2 separate regions of the Mus musculus genome follow, and region 2 is linked to region 1. A link is a contact called in public promoter capture Hi-C data. All regions are on one chromosome and are shown on one strand. Each heading gives the region's core, a stretch centred on a gene start, on an enhancer-like site or on the middle of the called end of the contact. The rest is flanking DNA. Distances are from core to core; before and after follow the strand shown.

What was found. Promoter capture Hi-C pulls out the DNA fragments that hold promoters and counts their contacts.
Region 2: a contact with region 1 is called in a promoter capture Hi-C map of embryonic stem cells, with 4 times the contacts expected there. The contact joins two enhancer-like sites. A contact is called at or near these places in 9 of 39 promoter capture datasets (the HPC-7 cell line, cranial neural crest, embryonic stem cells and 6 more), 2 of 15 datasets of contacts at CTCF or cohesin (the NIH/3T3 cell line and large pre-B cells), 5 of 484 Hi-C or Micro-C datasets (Sertoli cells, cerebral cortex, embryonic stem cells and 2 more), 9 of 115 datasets of contacts at active chromatin or transcription factors (bone marrow-derived macrophages, embryonic stem cells, heart atrium and 2 more) and 3 of 9 other capture datasets (adipose tissue, liver and macrophages).

What each region holds. Positions count from the first base shown.
Region 1 is chr7:83,808,429-83,812,854 of GRCm38.p6, forward strand. No RefSeq gene overlaps it. Among named protein-coding and RNA genes, the nearest start is that of Gm39043, 3.4 kb to the right of the region's middle. RefSeq lists an enhancer at 3,490-4,426. Within about 2 kb of position 2,468, at least 102 of the 459 cell types and tissues checked have an H3K27ac peak or open chromatin away from gene starts, as enhancers often do. A contact at or near this core is called in embryonic stem cells, where this site is marked.
Region 2 is chr7:83,900,519-83,904,900 of GRCm38.p6, forward strand. No RefSeq gene overlaps it. Among named protein-coding and RNA genes, the nearest start is that of Mesd, 10 kb to the left of the region's middle. Within about 2 kb of position 1,888, at least 21 of the 459 cell types and tissues checked have an H3K27ac peak or open chromatin away from gene starts, as enhancers often do. A contact at or near this core is called in embryonic stem cells, where this site is marked.

The sequences.
Region 1 (4,426 bases), core at 1,218-3,717:
AGGGTGTTCTGTGCTTATAGAATTTCCATACTGTATTCAACCTGAAAGACAAAGTTCTTCCCTACCAAATTATTGTCCAGTTTAATGACCTAGGGCCAACTTGACTTCTGATCCCATCTCCTGTCTTTTTTTTCTTTTTGAGATTTTATTTATTTATTATATGTAAGTACACTGTAGCTGTCTTCAGATCTCATTATGGATCGTTGTGAGCCACTATGCGGTTGCTGAGATTTGAACTCAGGACCTCCAGAAGAGCAGTCGGTGCTCTTATCCGCTGAGCCATCTCACCAGCAACCCCATCTCCTGTCTTACGATTTAAGCCCTGGGTCTTGAGATATCTGTAAACTATGCCAGGGTCCCTTGTGTTTTTCTACCAAGGACGAAAGCCTGTCCCTGTCCTCAGCAATCAAAAAAAAAAAAATCTATCAAATTGCTGGGACCCAATTTTCTGATTGAGTTTTTATAGTACAGTATGGATCACCTTCCTCTAAGTTTCCTGCAAGAGATCTTGTACAGCTACTGGCCTAGAAAACCTGAACTTGGCCGCATCTCAACACTTTCTCTGACCCAGTTCTAACCCATCAACTCAGGGAGATCACAGCCAGTCTTCCTGATCCTTTCCCTGTGTGCGAATATTGTAGGCCCATTATTACTTGTGCTAAATAAACCTGGACTTCTTGGCACACTTCTCCTGCCATGTGGCAGAGTCATTTGTTGGCTCAGTTCGGGAGCATGGCGAGACTCAGTAGCAATGGGATGCCAGTCTCACCCTAGTGTTCCAGATGGTACTTGCCGCCCCCAAGTGTGCCTGCAGAGCTACAAAACCTTTTGCCAAGGAAGGGAGCCTTGGTGTGGCCTACAACAACACAGTGAGGTCAGTTGGTCAGGTGCATACTTCAGATTCCTGGAACCGATCCAGTCATTGTCTCCACGCTGAGCTTCGGAGGGTGCCACTGCTCATTAATCAGCATCCCACAGCATCCCTGCCAGAAGAAGCAAGGACAAGCAGAGGCACTGAGAAAGATCAGGGGACAGCTCCAGGGGGATCTGCGAGAGGACCAGTAGTTCCTGGCTCTTCCATTATGAATGTGTGGCCATGGGCTAGCAAGTTACTGTTGCCCAGAGTCCCCAGAATCACCTCTGAGACCACCAAGACTTCATACCACCATCAGTGCTAGGTAAAAATTAAAAGTAGAATATTTGGCAGAACAGCACATGTGTCTGCCTCTAACCCAGTGCTGCTTCCACTTCCTCCTCCTCCTCCTCCTCCTCCTCCTCCTCCTCCTCCTCCTCCTCCTCCTCCTCCTCCTCCTCACTGTTATAACTTCTGCAGGGAACCCGGATGGATCAGAAGTTCCTTGGGGAAAATTAGCATGACCTGGTACAAAACAAAGCCCACAGAACTAAGTATCCCCCCAAGCTACTTCCTCAAACACATTAAACTGGTATCAAGTTACTGACTGGGTAGTTCGGACTGGCTCAACCAGCCCTCGGTTTGAGGAAGTGAAAAGAGGAACCACTGTCTTTGGGAAGGACAAAAAATTGGGAACCTAAGGAATACACAAAGGCAAGTTTAAAGCCTGGAAATAAATACCTGGCAATGGTAGGTGTTTTTAGAAGATCCCAGGTTGGGAAGGTGGCTGGGTCAGTAAAGAGCTTGCTGCTCAGATATGAGCAGTTTCTAAGCAAGTAGATATTCGGCTCAGAATTTTGTACTCATGCCAAGGAATGGACCAAAATTCCCCTTGACTCTCTATTCTACAAGGAACCAGTGCTCCTCCCATTCCTGAATAAAGTGTTCCAGGAGGGGCAGAGGCCAGTGTGGGAAGTCTGGCAGGAAGATGTCTCCTTTGACACTTGAATGACAGCGCAGCTCTCCGGGCTGGTTCTCTCGAGTGACCCTCTCCTCTCCCCGCTGGCAGGCTTCTCTCTTCGGAATAAAGGATAGGGCAGGGCTCCTCTCTGGTGTCTGCGGCTGGAGATAAGTCCTTGATGACTCCAATTTGGGAGATACATTTCCTATTTATGAGGAAGCCACGCACCCCCTGCCCCAGCAGGAGGGACTGGTCTCCCACCCTTGGCAACAGTGGGAAGTGACTCCACCCACCCTTCCCCAGCCCTGGGGGATTCCAGCAGTTGAAAGGTCTGAGCTGGAAAGATAAACATCACCGCTTATCCCTCACTCCCTCATTGTTCCCCTTGGAAAACAGAAAAGGAACCGGGAAGGGAAAGAGGCTGCACGGAAATCCATCCGTGGGGTTGCTAAGGGAAACAGCCTAAAATGGTACTGGGGGGATCCTCCCTTCCTCCTCTCTGACACCCTCATCCACCCATTCAGCAAAAGAAAGAAAAAAAAAAGAAATCCCAAACTTTGCTTCCTACTTCCAAGAGGAAGCGTCAGTCCCTAGGCCCTGTCTCAAACCTTAAAGTCACAAAGTTAAGTACAAGATTGCCAGGGGAGACCTGATTTTCTGTTACTTAACAGCTCTGTAGCCTGGTTACCTGTTCCAAAAAAGGGAACCTGCTAGCCTGCCTCTCTCTTAACTTTGTTCAACACAAGCGCGGGAATCCTTAGCCTCAAGCAAATGCTTCCTGTGTTGTAAGAAACTCAACTCTTAATGCTCTTTCCAAATGCAGAGGGCGAATTCTTTGTTCCCCTACAAACCCTCATTTGAACTGTTTTCTCTGTCGGAGAAGCTCGGCTGCTGAAATCCTTTCCATCCTTCCTAGCAAATCCTGAAATCTCTCTCTAAGAAGCCAGCGCCGTTCTGACAGATCATGGCAGAATCAATCTCCTCTCTACTGGACTCCTCAGCCTTCTGCTCTTCACGGCTCTCTGGTTTTAATTAATTAAGGTTTAATGTTATTTTATTTTATGTGTAGGAGTATTTTGCCTGCTTCCATGTGTGTGCCTGGTACCTGTGGAAGCCAGAAGAAAGTGATACAGTTACCTAGGCCTGGAGTTACAGAGGGTTGTAACCCACCCTGTGGGAGCTGGGAACTGAATCCTGGTCCTCTAGAAGAGCAGCTAGTGCTTTTCACTGCTAAGCCATCTTTCCCACTCCTGTTGTCAGGTTTGTGGCACAACCTGAAATTCAAGCTCTTTACATACCAGCCAGAACCCTCAACAGACCAACTGATTCATTTATGGCCAGAACCATTTCCTCACTACACCCATTGCCTGGCACTCAGCCTGGGCCATGGTTGTGGTAGAGGTGACTGTAAAAAGGGTTAGCGCATGGTGGCACATCCCTTAAACCCTGCACTCCGGGGAGGCAGGGTAGAGGCAGGAAGATATCCGAGAGTTTGAGGCCAGCCTGATGTACATTGGGAATTCCAGGACAGCCCCGGCTATATTGTGAGACCTTGTCTCCACATTAAAAATGAAAGAAGAAAGCAGCAGCAGCAGCCTCAGCAGCAGCAGACAGAGTTGCTCATCCATGCCAAGCATATGTGTTTCTATGCATGGGTTTGTTCAGAAAAAATTTATACCTCGCTATTTCCCAAAAGAGTTTAAGAAAACACCAAAGGCCCAGTGTAGCTAGAAGAACAGCCAGAGTGAAAACAGCTCAGTGTGTCTCGGGGCACCTGGGATGAGTTGTTTACTACAGTTGAGTGCTGGATTTATCTCTGCCTTTCCTGGATGAAAGGGAAATGTGCTGGCGCATACACTTTTCATTGTACAACGGCTTTGGAATCGAACTGCAAAGAGAAAATTTTCCTGGCGCTGTCTTCAAGGAGAAATTCATCAAGTGGGCCTTTATATAACAAACATGAGGTAATAGGAGAGCAGCATCTCCAGGGAGGCATCACCAAAGGGAAGCTGAAGACTTTCAACGCACAGCTCTTTGTGAGTGTGGTGGTGTACGGGTGTGTACCTGTTCCTGTGTGAGTGTCACCAAAGTGTGGTGGCCAGTGGTCAACAACATCAGATATCATCCTCTATCGTGTGTGTGTGTGTGTGTGTGTGTGTGTGTGTGTGTGATGTGTGTGCATGTCTGTGATGTCTGTGTGTGTGAATGGGACTGGGCATACCAAGGACCATACCTGAGAGCAGAGAACCACCTTGAATGTTGGCCTTCACCTTTCCCCCTTGTCTGAGACAGTCTCTTTTTGGTCAGTTTTACTTCCCAGGTTTCTCCCATCTCTGTTTTCCTTCTCACTATAAGAGCACTGGGCTATTAGACAGGTGCTATCTTACAGTGCATTCTGAAGACTGGAGTACAGGTATTCATGGTGGCTTGGGATGTTTTACCCACTGAGTCATCCCTTCCCTGGCCCCACATGTGCTGCACCTTACTGAGACGGGGTCTCTCGTGGAGCCTTGAGCTGACTGCTCCATTGTATAGCTAGCTTGGGAATCCTCCAGTCTCTATTTTCCTAGTGCAAGAATCACGAGACACCCACACCCAGCATTACATTGGTG
Region 2 (4,382 bases), core at 638-3,137, 92 kb after region 1:
AGAAACTAGTCACAATTCTTGGTGTATGGCCTTTTCTTCAGAGGAGCCCTCTTAGCCTCCTCCATAAAATTACCAGCAGGGAAGGCTAACACTGCCATCATTGCACTGTAGTCTCCTGTTCTCAGGAGGACGGCCCCTGTTACAGCAACTGCAGGGGCATCTGGACAGCACAACTGCTTCAGTCCAGTGTCCCCTGGGACCACTGGCTTCTAGCTCTCTTTCAAGTGAGGACAGTCTGCTCCTTGGCCAGCCATCTGTCCATGGGGAAGCTACCTCAGGGCTCCTGGGAGCTCCACCACTGGAAATCGTTTCTGAGCAGACCTCATGCAAGCCCCCCTCTCTGAATTTCCTAGGGAATTTCAAAGGACTTTTATTTGTTTGGGGGGGGCGGCAGTGGGAGGAGCTGTGTTAAGTCTTTGGAATGAGTATGCAGAAGTTTCTGAAAGATGCTCCAAAGTAGCCCTCCCCCAAATTATATATCCCTAAAAGTGCTTTAACACCCAAACTTACCTGTAAGCCCAACACTGAGGAAGCAGAAGCAAGATCAGAAGTTCCAGATCAGATTGTATTACATGAGACACTCAAAATGAGACGAAATAAGCAAAACACTACCACTAACAACAACAGAAACAACCTATGACCTAGGTCTGAATGTTGGTTTTTCTTTTGGCTTAGAACACCCTATGAAGACCAGGCTAGCCTCACTGGAGATCCACCTGCCTCTGTCTCTTGGGTATTGGGATTAAAAGGAAGCCCATCTTACCCAGCCTCTCTGGACATTTTCATATACAGTATTTTGGTAAACTTTTTTCCATTCAAAGGGTAAGTTGTTTACAGTATAATTGTTAAAATTTAACATTTGGTATATATTGCTAAATAGCTGCTCCTGATAGTTCTGTCATTTGAGACTTCCCAGCAGGTCTGTGATCCTTGACAGCCTTGGCCATCACATGTGGCATTTCCAACAATTTAAAAACAAAGCCTCTTTAAAAAAAAAAAAAAAAAACAAAACCCTATCTTTATTCTGTGCGTGTGAGTGTTTTGCCTGCATATTTGTCTACAGTGCCAGATGAGGAATCACATTCCCCTAGAACAGCAGTTCTCTACATATAGGTCATGCCCCCTTCGGGTGAGTTGAAGGACTCTTTCCCAAGTGTCTAAGACCGTCCACAACCACAGCTATTTACATTACAATTCATAACAAGAGCAAAACTAACAGTTATAAGGTGGCAAGCAAAATAATGTTATGCTTGGGGTAACCACAGCCTGAGGAGCTGTATTAAGACTGCAGCATGAGCAAGGCGGAGAACCACGGCCCCAGACCAGAGTTATGAACAGTTGTGAACCATCATATTGGGTGTGAGAAGCTGAGTCCGGTCCTCTGCAGGAGCAGCCGGTGCTCTTAAGGTTGTGCGTGCCACCTGCACAAGCATCAGGGAGTTGGACTGCATTGTTTTTCACCACTGGCCTTTCATCTGAGCCTGACGACACAAGCCTTGCCAGTCTGCAAATTCATAAGCCACGCTTTCAGGGAATTTGTCTTGTCTGTCTAGTGGTCTAAGAAATTTGTATAACATCTTTAGACTATCAACTACATGATGTGTCAGCCTTATTAGATGAGCATTTTAGGACTTCTTTCATCCTTGAGCTCTCTGGTTTATGACTGCTCTGTTGTAGTTTTTAGTGTTTCTATTGGTTTTGTGTGTGTGCATACACACACACACACACACACACACACACACACACACACACAGTCGAGCATGCTGGAGAAGTGTGACTTAGCCACTTGTCAAGGTGGGCATTGACCAAGCCAGTTCAGTCAGTCAATCAGGTCTCAAGAAAAGGGAGCAAGGATTGAGAAGAAAAAGACATTAGACAGAACTATCACGTGACTTGCAGCCAGTCGTGTGCTGAGGCAGAAGCAGGTTTATTAACTGCCCACCCCACCCCCCACCCCATCTGCTTTTATACCATTTTAAGTACATGCAAATAATAAGGTCAGTTCTAGGTTAAGAAACAAACAAGGCAATAAGCACAAATAGTCAAGGAACAAACAAGGCATTAAATGAAGTTCCATGATCTCTAGTTCTAGGGGTTTATCGGGTTGACCAAGATAAAAGAAAGCCTCATTCCTGGGCTGAGTTTACCTTGAGCTTTGTTTTAGCCCAAATGTAAATATTCTTATCTGAGCCTACTTCCCTGTCCTAGCCCAAAGTCAGATTGTACTTACTTGCCCTGGCCCAGGGTCAAATTCCTGCCAAGTTTCTAAAAGTGGCCTCAAAAGCTCTCCACAGAACTTGCACTTGTTAGCATTGTAATGCTGAGGCAAAATGGCAGAGAAAACCAGTTTAAAGGGAGGTTAACCGTGCCTCTGTAATTGCTTGGATCAGTGTTCCTGGGCCTATGGTGAGGCAGAATAGAGACAGGAAGGGTTGGGGTTCAGAACTGCACTTCACAGATGCCTCAGTGACAGGCCCCTGCTAGAGCTGCCTCCTGGTGACACTCAGCTATGACCTTGTAGACTCTGCTGAGGTTTCTCTATACAATGGCTATCTGGCAGACGCTCCCTAAAATACCAAGTGCCATTGTTGAAGGTGGGCCCTCAAGGTCAGTCACCTATCTAAAGCCTGTCTGCTGTGAGTAAATCCTTAACACCCGAGCCTTCACAGAAGACTCTGCTATCCACATCTTAACAGAAGGAATTTGTGGGTATCTTCCTGTCTCTCCGGTTGCTATTTAACACTTGGAGGGGGGTGGTCTGTGAGGTGGCTCAGTGAGGAAAGTGCTTGCTGTGCAAACCTACTGGCCTGTGTCTGAGCCCCAGAGCACACATACAACGCAAGGAAAGAAAGGATCCCCAGAGTCTGATGTCTGCACACACCATGGCATGTGTGCACTGCCGTGCCATGCACACAGTCAATTAATAAAGTGCACTTAAAAATCCTTTCCGTGGATACTCGTGAGGGGTATAAGACTGGTCTGAACATTATGTCAACCTTTATGTTGGAGGGACAATGTGGAGCATATGACTTCTTCAGCATCCACTTCTACCCCTTTGGAGGGGTCTGAGGCTACCCTTTTTGTTACCCCATGGAAGGAAGTGGTTTTCCTATTAGATTCTAGGAAGTTTTTCAATTTTACCAATTTTTTTTGCATCTGTTTATTTGTGCAGCATATGTGCGGGCATGCAAGTGTCTTGTGAAAAGGTCGGAGAACAGACAACCTGCTAGAATTGGTTCCCTCCTATGCAGGTCTCAGGGATTGAACTCAGGTCACCAGGCATGGCTGCAAGTGTCTTTACGCACTGAGACATCTTGCCAGCTCAGATTCTTTCTATTATCAACATTCTGTCATTTTTTTCTAGGAAAACTCTTCATGCTGATTTTTTCTTAATCTTTAATTACAGATTTAGCTCTCTCTCCTTTGCTTAAAAAATTTGGATAAAACTTATCTTTTTATTTGTCAATCTATCTGTAGTTTTCTGTACAGACTTTGCACAGCAAGTTTTTCCTTAGTTTTCAATTCTTTTTGTTCGTTTTATTTTGTTACTTTGAAACAAACTCACTATATAGCCCAGGCTAACCTCCTTCTGAAGACCTCAGCCCCTCGAATAATTGGTTTACAAGCATGTACTAATTATATATATAATATATATGTATATATATTATATATATATTACATATATATTCTGAAATGGAAATTTATTCTTTGACTCAGACTAACCTGGAGCTTACTATATAGTTCAGGCCTTGAATTCACGGTGATCCCCTTACTTCAGCTTTCCAAATTACACCTTTGAGCCGTTTCATTTAAAAATCTAGTTTTTCAAATTAATTTCTCCAACTCAGAAAAACACAAGTGGATACTCCTCATCTTGGCCTATGATTTTTTCCTGATAGGGTATTTGTCTGTGTTGAGATTGGGGACATGGGTCAGATAGTAAAGTGCTTGCTAGGATGCACAGAGGCCTCAAATAAATCCCCAGCATCACGTAAACGCAGTGCGATGATGACACAGGCTTATACCACAAGTTCATAGCAGGCAGAGGCAGGCAGGAGGATCAGAAGTTCAACCTTGATCACAAAGAAAGTTTGCGGCCAGCCTTGAGTAATGAGATTTTGTCTATTAAAAAATACGTGTTTATAGCGTCGGATTGCTGTGGCTTTTTTGTTGTTGTCTCATTCCAAAATGTTTGGGTAGGTGCCATACCTATTTCTTTTCTCTTTCATTCATCCTTGAATAGACACAGCTCCCCCCCCCCCCGCCAACCCCCCACTTTGAGCCTTCTCCAGCCTTCTCAGTCAGTTCTCCTGGACCTCTCTCCCTCCCTTCCTCTGAGCTGGGAAGATATGATCTAGTGCTAGATGCTGCTTCCTCAAAAC